Linked DNA regions of Muntiacus reevesi: region 1 is linked to region 2. A link is a contact called in public Hi-C data. All regions are on one chromosome and are shown on one strand. Each heading gives the region's core, a stretch centred on a gene start, on an enhancer-like site or on the middle of the called end of the contact. The rest is flanking DNA. Distances are from core to core; before and after follow the strand shown. Region 1 holds the start of LOC136167496. Region 2 holds the start of ISY1 (ISY1 splicing factor homolog).

The links. Hi-C and Micro-C count contacts between places; a contact is called where the count stands out from the background.
Region 1: a Hi-C map of muscle shows a contact between it and region 2, with 7 times the contacts expected there. The contact joins the promoter of LOC136167496 here to the promoter of ISY1 in region 2. A contact is called at or near these places in 2 of 3 Hi-C or Micro-C datasets (blood and muscle).

The regions. Positions count from the first base shown.
Region 1 is chr4:116,984,174-116,989,199 of mMunRee1.1, reverse strand. It overlaps LOC136167496, which reads left to right and starts at 1,349. Exons shown (of 4, transcript XM_065935049.1): 1 at 1,349-1,588; 2 at 4,463-4,577. The coding sequence starts at 1,349.
Region 2 is chr4:116,791,563-116,796,236 of mMunRee1.1, reverse strand. ISY1 (ISY1 splicing factor homolog) reads left to right here and starts at 2,450. Exons shown (of 11, transcript XM_065934014.1): 1 at 2,450-2,676. The coding sequence starts at 2,674.

The sequences.
Region 1 (5,026 bases), core at 100-2,599, 190 kb before region 2:
GCATCTCCCCTGGGTCATGTGATGAGGGTGAGGGTGAAAACTGACTCAGACGTGCCCCCAACCACTGTAACTCCATTAACGTGCTAACTCATCACCCCTGTAGGAACTGATAGAAACATAATTTTCCCCTTTATTTATTTATTTTTAAAATTTTCCCCTTTAAAGAGAGGTCTCCTGAAGCCCTGGAATGCATCTAACTTCCAGAATGAGGAAGCTACCCTCATGGAAATCGAGGTGGTATGATTGCTGGTTTGAAGCAAGTAGAGCAGGTAATCTTATCTAAGGAGCCTTAAATCACTATCTTTGAGCTTCTTAGCATGCAGGCGCTGTGCATCTTGATGTGTGAATCCCAAAGACATGTAGTTCTCCTCATGGAAGAGGACAGCAGGAGCCCTCCAAGGGAGGCCAGGCGGCCAGACTCCTGACGGAGCCAGAACGGCCTCTGGGCACCGCCCAACCTTCAGGCCGCTGCAGGCTGAGAGAGCTGGTCGCCAGGTGGTTCCAGAACGCTAGCCCGTGACAAGCCGTCACCAGCCACAGGAGAGGAACACGGCTGTGTGGTCTGGCTTCTCGGAGCGGCTGGGGACGGTGCTCCCCACGACCACCACCGTCCGCTTCACAGCCACCTGGACACCCACCGACGCGGCGCCGGGCTCGGCAGCTGGGCAGGCACTTTCACGCCTTGTCTGCTCGTGGCCACTCTCTGCGGAAGCGCCCTCAGCTGCGGGGAGCAAAGGCCCCACCGCGTGCACCGCGCTGCCCCTGTGCCGTATCAACTGCCCCTGCCCGGGAGGCTCCTCCAGCTGTGACCCAGGGCGGCCCAGGCTGTCCTGCCTAGGCTTGTTCTCACTATCACCGAGGGAGAAGCAGGCAGTCATTACGAACCCATGCTGTCATCCGAAAGCAAGCCTCGCAACAACCCCCGGCCAGGTAATGTTTCCCATTTTACAGAGAGGGGAGACCTCCAGGCCGTCTCCCCCAGGGTTTAGCAGAGGGGGTAAGGAGGGCACGTGTAAGCGGTAACAGTACATAGCACGAGCCTCACGGGCGGGCGAGGACTAATAAACCACTAGGACCCTCACTGTCCTATAGGGTCATTGGGAAAGACCCTGATGCTGGGAAAGACGCAGGCGGGAGAAGGGGACGGCAGAGGATGAGACGGCTGGATGGCGTCACCGACTCGATGGACATGAGTCTGAGCAAGCTCCGGGAGTTGGTGACGGACAGGGAGGCCTGGCGTGCTCCATGGGGTCGCAAAGGGTCCGACAAGACTGAGCGACTTTAACCTTTCACTTTCACTCAGGACCCTCAACCTGAGCAGGCCGAGCCCCACCCCGCTCCAACGTCGATGCGCATGCTCCCCAGGCCACCCCAGCCACGCCCCTGCCCGGCGCTTGGGTCACGACCCGCCCCCTCGGAGACCCGGAAGCAGAATCCTCGTCGGGTCAAAGCTGTCGGCGCTTTTGCGGCGCTACCGCCAGAGGGCGCTCGCGCCGCCTTTGTTGGCTCGCACCTCACGAGTCACGTCAGCGGCCGGTCCCGGAAAGGGAGGGTTCTGCAGTACAAGATGGCGGCTTCCTGTGTGGCGGTACGGAACGCTGAGGGGCCGGTCTGTTTTGGGGACACCCGGCGATCTGTGAGCTGGCATCGCAGTAGGCTCCCGGAGAAAGACAGCTTCCGCAGTGTCCCGCCGTCTTTGTTGTCGTTTAGGTGGCCAAGAGTCCAAGATGGCGGCCCCCACTGCGCGGCCGGAAGTGGCCTGGCCGCCGTCGCTGGGTGCTCTCTCTGGGCCTCGGTGCTTGTCGGGGCGGTGGGGCGGCCTCGCGGGCAGCGGGCCCTGCCCTTCCTGGACCCGGCTCCAGGCTGAGGAAGCCCCGCGGCCACGTTAGGTATTCCCTCCCAGCAGTTTGGGTCCCCTTAGCTCCAGTTCCCTCAGCTGCCTCGCGGAGGCTGATCTTCCGGTCTTGCCCGCGAAACCAGCGACGGGAAGGTGAACCGAGTTCGTTCCTCCTCTCGGAGGAGTGACGTGCCGTCGCGGGAAAGCGCAGGACGGCTCCTACACTAGTGGGGACCCAACCCAGCAGACACCTAAGTGAGGGAAAGCAAAGTGCGGGAAGACGTGTGAGGATATGCCGTGGTTGGCGGGCTTTGTTTTTGAAAGATTTACGAGGGTGGGGATGTCCACCTCTCGCCTAGGCTGGGTCCCTTCCAAGGGCCGAAATGGCGACGGGGACTGGGTACACGACAAGTTTGGGAATGTCTAAGTGTGCCATCTGAAGGCGCAAAGCTTTTTCGTAAGGTTGTCACATCATAAAGCGGTAAGGCAACGTTAAAAAAAAAAAAAAGGACTTTTTTTTATCCGAGACCACGATATTTAGTAAAGATTCAAGAGGTTCCGTTTGTGAGGACAGACTTCCCAAGGTCAGTGCCGCAATACTTGCTGCAAAGGTTGGTTGTTGAGATGGCCTGAGCCCTCTTGAAAGACAGGGTTTGTTTTTTTTTCCATTTATTTTTATTAGTTGGAGGCCAATTTACAATATTGTAGTGGGTTTTGTCATACATTGACATGAATCAGCCATGGATTTGCATGTATTCCCCATCCCGATCCCCCCCCCCTAGTTTTTGTTTTTGAGGGGAGGAGAAGGAGCCTGGGTTTGGCCCGGCAGACAGAAGGCGCTCAAGACCTGTTTGTTGAAAGAACGAATAAATATTAATTAATAACATCTTCCTGCTATGAACACACGTATTTGTAGTGAGTCCTGTTGCTGGAATATCTTTCTATGTTTTGAGGGTTGATGCGTGCATGCTCAGTCACTTCAGTCCGGTGTGACTCTGTGACCTGGACAGCAGCCCACCAGACTCCTCTGCTGTGGGATTTCCCAGGCAAGAATACTGGAGTAGGTTGCCATTTCCGCCTCCAAGGCATCTTCCTGACCCAGGCATTGAACAAGAGTCTCTTATGCGTAACAGCTTGAAAGTGAAAGTGTTAATCTCTTAGTCCTGTCTGACTCTTTGTGACCCCATGGGTCTTAGCCCGCCAGGCTCTGTCCATGGGGATTCTCCAGGCAAGAATACTGGAGCAGGTTGCCATGCCCTCCAGGGGAATCTCCCGACCCAGGGATCAAACCTTCATCTCCTGCATTGCAGGCAGATTCTTTACTGCTGAGCCATGGGGGAGGCCCTGTGTTTTCAGGGTTAGTATTGTGGAAAACCACTGAAACAACTTCTGCCTTAAAATCTTGCCAAAATGTCTTCTCAACGCTTAAAAAATAAAGTAGTAACAGCCTTAGAATCAACGTTGATCTTGGGAATCACCAGCTTGAATGTGAAAGAAATGTCCTCCTTCTTGAAGCCACTGCCCGTTCCTGAGCTTTACTAGCGTGCTGGGTGCTGGACAGGCTGGCACCCTTACACGTGTCTCTCCAAGCTCTGGCATGTGTGAAATATGGTAATGGAACTAGTCAGCAGGTTCCTCCCCTGTGCTCAATGCTCAGTAAGCAGCAGTTACTGTTGAGGGCGACCTCGAGTTGCTTTCTGTGTCTAGGGCCTCTGTCCTTGTTCTTGTTCAGTAGCTAAGTCGAGTCTGACTCTTTGTGACCCCATGGAGTACAGCGTGCCAGGCTTCCCTGTCCTTCAGACTCCTGGAGTTGGCTCAGATTCAGGTCCATTGAGTTGGTGATGCTATCTAACCATTTTATCCTGTGCCTCTGGGGCCTTATAGGAGCTTAAAAAAATATGCTAGTTGCCCTGTGGGCCTTTATTGACTTAGAGGCCACATGGTGTAATGTAATGGAAAGAATGTTGCTCTTCCTTATGTATGTTGAGTAAGTTAGAAAGTTACATAACCTTTGCAGATGTCAGTCTCATCATGAGTGAGAGAATCACAGAACCTCTCTCACGCCTCAGGGTGCACATGGTCATGAGAAACAAGGCGCATGAAGCAGCTAGTGCGAGGCGGCCCACGGGCACTTGGCCCTGGCCTCTAGTGCGGCCTCTGGGCTGAGGCCCTAGCACTGCGCTCGGCGGTGTTCTCCACGAGCAGGAGCAGGCGGCCGCAGAGTGACAGTTAGCACAGGAAGCCTGTGAGCAGTTGGAGGGCTGGCAGGTCTGAGGCTTCAGGGCCCCAGGCTTCCTGTTTGCATCGGGAGGCTGCAGGGATGGGCTGCAGGCCGTTCGTGGAGGTGTCTCCTTGCCAGCAGCCACCTGCTCTGTTCAGTTCCCAGACACCCCTTTGGAGCATCTTCCAGTGCCTTTCACAGGCGTCAGCCTCCGTTTCTGAGGCTCAGTGCCAACACTTCATTGCTCATTTAATATGAAACTCATACTGCATATATTTAAAATTAAAAAAAAATTTAATAGCGATAAGGTACACATAATGTAGAATTTACCGTTTTAATATTTTTAAGTGTACATTTCAATGGCATTAAGTGCACTCACACTGTTGTGTCTTTCCATTTTACAGAAAGATGAAGCTATGTGCAATAAACAGTACCTCTCCAGTTTTCCTTCCCATGATCCCCGGGCAATCGCCATTCTACCTTCTGTGTCTGTGAAGTTTACTGCTCCAGGGACGTCATGTAAGAGGAATGAGAGTACTTATTTATCTTTCTGTGATTGGCTCATTTCACTTAGCATAATATGTCCTCGAGGTTCACCCACTGTAGCGTGTGTCAGAATTTCCTTCCTCTTAAAGGCGGAGTAATGTTCTGCATGTAGCCCCGGATGAGAGCAGAATACACCAGCCGAAACATGCCACTTTGTCATGTGAATTGTTTTGAGCCGAAGGAAATCAAGACCCAGCAGTTTTAGGAAAAACCTTTACCTCTTCTTTATCTGCCTAAAAGAATTTAAATAGGGGGCCAGCCCCTAAAGACAGCAATTACCAGAGATAGTTGTTTTATCTTCTGGACTTAACCTGTGCGGCAGGACAAACATGTGATCAGCAGACATGTGTTCTTGTCGTCCTGTGGGCGGCCCTCCCCTCTGCAGACCCAGCCCCTAACCATTTCCTCAGCTCAGGGAGGCA
Region 2 (4,674 bases), core at 1,201-3,700:
CAGCGGGTCATGCGGGTGAAGCTGGTCAGCTGGCAGATGAAGGAGCTGGTGCTGCGGGAAACAGGTTGAGGGCCCTGTCCCTCTGGGGACAGCAGGAACACGACAAGTGTGATGGATTAAAGTCTTACTAGTGACTGAAATTTTTCTTACAATTTTGGGATGCTCCAATCATACCCCTTCCCAAGGATTCTGCATGCGCCAAAGTTGCTCAGTTGTGTCGGACTTTTTGCAACCCGCGGACTGTAGTGATTGGGTGACAAGACGTCGTTGGTAAAGGGTCGAATGACCCCTGGAATTCTCCAGGCCAGAATACTTACGCAGGTGGGCTTTCCCTTCTCCAGGGGACCTTCCCAGCCCAGGTCTCCCACATTGCAGGCGGATTCTTTACCAGCTGAGCTACCAGGGAAGCCCCCTAAGGATTCTACCGTAACTCATTTTTACTCTTTCCTTGGGTGTTAATTCTATTAGACCCAACAGAATACCATCCCCTCACGAGCATGGGAGTTTCTGGTATATTCAGCTAGTTAACTGTAATTTGGAACAAAGAAGCCCAAAGTTGATTAAAAGCTGCGACACGACCTGTGAGATGCAGTCCTCTTTCAGGAGGGTTGTGTTATTTTACTCTCATACTGGCATATCTTTATTTTCCACGAAGAACACAATGCTCCAGGATCCATTCAGATCACAAGGAGTCTGTATTAACTTCAGGTCTTGGGGGACCAGGACATTTACATGAAGGGAGGGTATGCTTCTGCCTCGGATGGACCCTGTCACCATCTCATCCTAACACCACTAAAAGCGTCATCCCATCAAAGATACAAGTCTGCTCTAAGTTTGGCCGGCTACAGAGGCCCCAGTCTGTCCTAAATCAGGTATGGGTGAGATCTCGGTATGATCCAGCCTGGGCCATCACTCCTATCAGGAGCTTTGTGACTTGCTCCCCAAGATGAGTGGGAGACTGTACGTCTCCCACTACCCGTCAGGATGGGAGACTGGAAGGAAGAGGCCTCACTGGTTTCAACCAGTCACAGGGCAAGTGTGTTAGGTTTCAGGGCCTGAAACCTCAAGCCTCAAGCCCACATCCTCTGGGCTTGAGCTGCCTCCCCAGGAGCCATCAGCTGCTCTCCATGAAGGGCGGCACCTGTGCATGGCTACACGTTGATCAGCCCATGTCCTGCCCCTAGAATTTTTGCGGGTTAACAGCCCTCTTTTGTACCCTCTGTCCCATGCCGTCCAAGCTGGCAGTGGTTCTACTGGTGTGAAATGTTCAACCTTGGGGGTCTCCTGTGTGTGTCATGGGAATTCACTCCATCTGACAAGAGGTTCCTCTGCACATCTCTCCTGGATGACCCATCTGTATTCCTGGCTTCTGCTGAGATGGTTGAAAGCGGGCATCAGCCTGGGAGAGCGCCCCCTATGGCTCACAGTACTAAAGCAGCCAAGGGGCAAGGGCAAGGCACATCCACACTTCTCAGGGCGCCACCTAAGTGGCACACATTCCTTCCACTCCACTCTCATGGGCCAGGGTTTCCTGGCAAGCCCACGCCTAGCTGTCAGGGAGGCGGACGATGGACTGTGGCAGGACAGCCTGAACTTCTTAAGGGAAAACTTGTCACGGCTCAGGCACGAGCCCCTCGTGTCTGTCCCAAGCACTCGGAGGTCCTGTCTGAACCACAAACGTTGGCTGCGTCCCCCGACGGCCTGTGCTTCCCGGCTGCAGCCGGAGCACCCAGCAAAGATTAGGCCCCGTGTCGCAGGAAGTCGCTTCCGCAAAGCACCATGCTGGCCGAAGGGGAGGTGCTGGAACTGGCCGAAGCGGTCACCGGGGCCCTGCGGGAGGAGTCACCAGCTCCATCCCTAGCGGCGGTCTCTTCCCTGACTCCCTGGTCCTGGGCTGAGGCCCTTCGGATGCCCGCGGCGTGCCCAGTACCCACCGACTGAGCTCCAGCAGTAACGGTCCTTTTCTCCCCCGGGCCTTACGTTTACTTTTAAAGGGTGACCTCAAGCCTGGGTCAAGCTCGGACAGACCCCGCGATTCCAGGCGAAACTCTGAGAAGCACAGACCCGAAATAAACGACTGAGAGGGGAGGGGGAGCTGGCGAGGCGAGGCAACCTCCCGCTCCTGACGAGCACGCGGGCCGCGGGAGGGCCCCCCGTCCACTCAGAGGGCTGAGGACGAGAAATTTCCAACGGCGTGTCTCCGCTCCCAGGACCTGACGGGTAGCAGGGACGCGAACCTCCAGGAGCAGCCACGGACCAAGCAGACTCACCGCGAGTTATCACGGGAAACCACGCCGTTGTTATCGCGAGAGCAATACCAGCACCAGCACCACCCCACCACCCCGGTCCTAGTCGAAGACGCTTCCGTTCCATTGCGCAAGCGCAGTTCTGCCACGCCCCTAATTTTCGTGCGCACACGTCTGTGCGACGTCCTGACGCCCAGGGAAGGCTGCCAACGGGAGCGCGCCTGCACTTCCTTCCCGTCCCCAGGTCAATTCTGAGTTTCGCTTCCGGTTCCTCACTTCCGGCTCCCGTAGTTATCCTTCCGACTGGGAAGCCGGTGGTTCCGGAAGGCTAAAACGTTCAGTTCCCGTCTGGATTGGCCGCTCCCGGGGCGGCAGAAGTCCGTGGGCTGGTGCTGCGCGGCCTGAGGGCGGCGCGCTCCCTCTCAGCATGGTGAGCGGGGCGGGGAGCGGGGGAGGAGAGCGGCGGGCCGGGGCCGGGGAGCCCGGGGGCTGCGGCCCTCGCGTTCGGGACACAGGGCTTTCCCGCCGCGTGAGGCCGGAGGAGGCGAGGGCAGCCCCCGAGGGCAGGGCCCAGGGACGGGAGGATGCGCGGGGCCGTTGGTGACCGTGACGTTCTCACCAAGCGAAGCGCCGGTGGGAGGCGCGAGGCGCCGTAGCAAGTTATCGAAGGCGTCGTGGAAGTCCGTCGATTGATGAGAAACCAGGGTGCAGAAAGCAGCCTTCTCCGCTCTCCAGCCCTCGGAGATATGCCGCTCGCCCCCCATTACTCCTTCACACTGGCCGCCTCAGCCCGCAGGCTCTCGTTTGCGAACTCTGACAAGCGTAGGGGTCTCCTCCCTCCACTCCCTGGCAGAGGAGAAGCTTTGGATGTTTCCGGCAAACTGTGGCCATCACACACACTCCTTTTTGTGGCTTTCCATAACCCTGGATTTCGTCGTGTCCGACTCTTTGCACACCCGTGGACCGCAGCGCTCCAGGCTCCCCTGGCCTCCACTCTCTCCCTGCGTTTGCCCGAAGTCACGTCCCTTGGAAGTGTTGGCCTCTCAGCCCTCTCCTACCCTTGTGTCCCTGCGGACTGTACTCCGCCGTGGGATTCTCTAGGCAAGAATACCGCAGTGGACAGCTGTTCCCTTCTCCCGGGCATCTCCCCGACTCAGGGAAGGAACCTAGGTCTCCTGCATTGCAGGCAGATTCTTTACTGTCTGAGCCACAGGGAAGCTCTGAAAGGTGGAGGGCAGGAGGAGAAGGGGCGGCCGGGGATGAGATGGTTGGATGGCATCGCAGACTCAATGGGCATGAGTTTGAGCAAACTTTGCGAGATAGTGAAGGACAGGGAAGCCTGGTGTGCTGCAGTCGATGGGATCGCAGAGTCGCACACGACCCGGTGACCAAACAGCAGCAACAGATGTCCACTGCGTTGCAATCCCGGCTACCTGCCCTTGTCACATGACTCACTGTGCTGGGGACCGAAGTTCCTCTGACTTCCCTCAAAAGGAAGGACCGGGGCCAGATCCGTAGTACCCAGCATGGTGTTTCACGAATTACATTATATACTGAGAATCTATAGGCTTTAATGAAGTAGGCAGGACACAACCTCAGCCTTCAAGAAGATGGCTTCTCCTGGGAGAGCCTCTGTTTCCTTCCTTAGTAGATATCGTGTCCATCTATCTACCGAGCACTTAGCAAGCTTATTTCTGTGTCAGTTGGAAGAAAAAGTCAGAAAGACTTAAGTGGAGCTCACTCTTGCTGAGCACCTGTAAACTGCATCGCTGACCTCTTCATATATTTATCTGATTGCACCATCCTGACGCCTATGTGAGGTAAAAGGTGCGATCCTTGCCTAGAGATGGGGAAGCCAAGCCTGAGAGAGAATTTCTCAGGGACGCTAAGTGGGAGAGTGGAGAGTAACGCTCAGATCCTGGACTCAACAAGTACTCTGCTTACACTGCAACCCAGAAAACGTGTTCCCAGCCTGACGCTGTGTTTCAGGGATGAGTGACTTGCCCTCAGTGCAACAATCTTTCCGTAAAACTCACTTGTAAAAGCCAGTCTTTCCTTCCTCAAGTTCCACTGGCACAGAACAGACAGTTGTGATGCTGGGTGGAAAGTGCCTGGTAGGTATAGACCCAGACAAAGGGGAGCAGCCTAGCTGGGAAGAACGGGTGACAGGAGAATTGCCTGGGATGATGATGACACAGGTGGATTCTGAAGGAGGAGTGGCCAAATCCAAGGGAGTGGTCATGGGGAGGAGTAGAGTTTAGGGAGAGCGGCTAAGTCAAGTCACAGGATTTGGACATCGTTTGATTTTTGTTGTCATTGCTGTGCCCATGCTTCTGACTGTGTCCTGGTGAAGCTTTTCTTTAAATAAAACCTTTTTCTAAAAAGTAAAAGAAAAAACTCTTTTAAACATGGACGTTTTTCTTCCCCT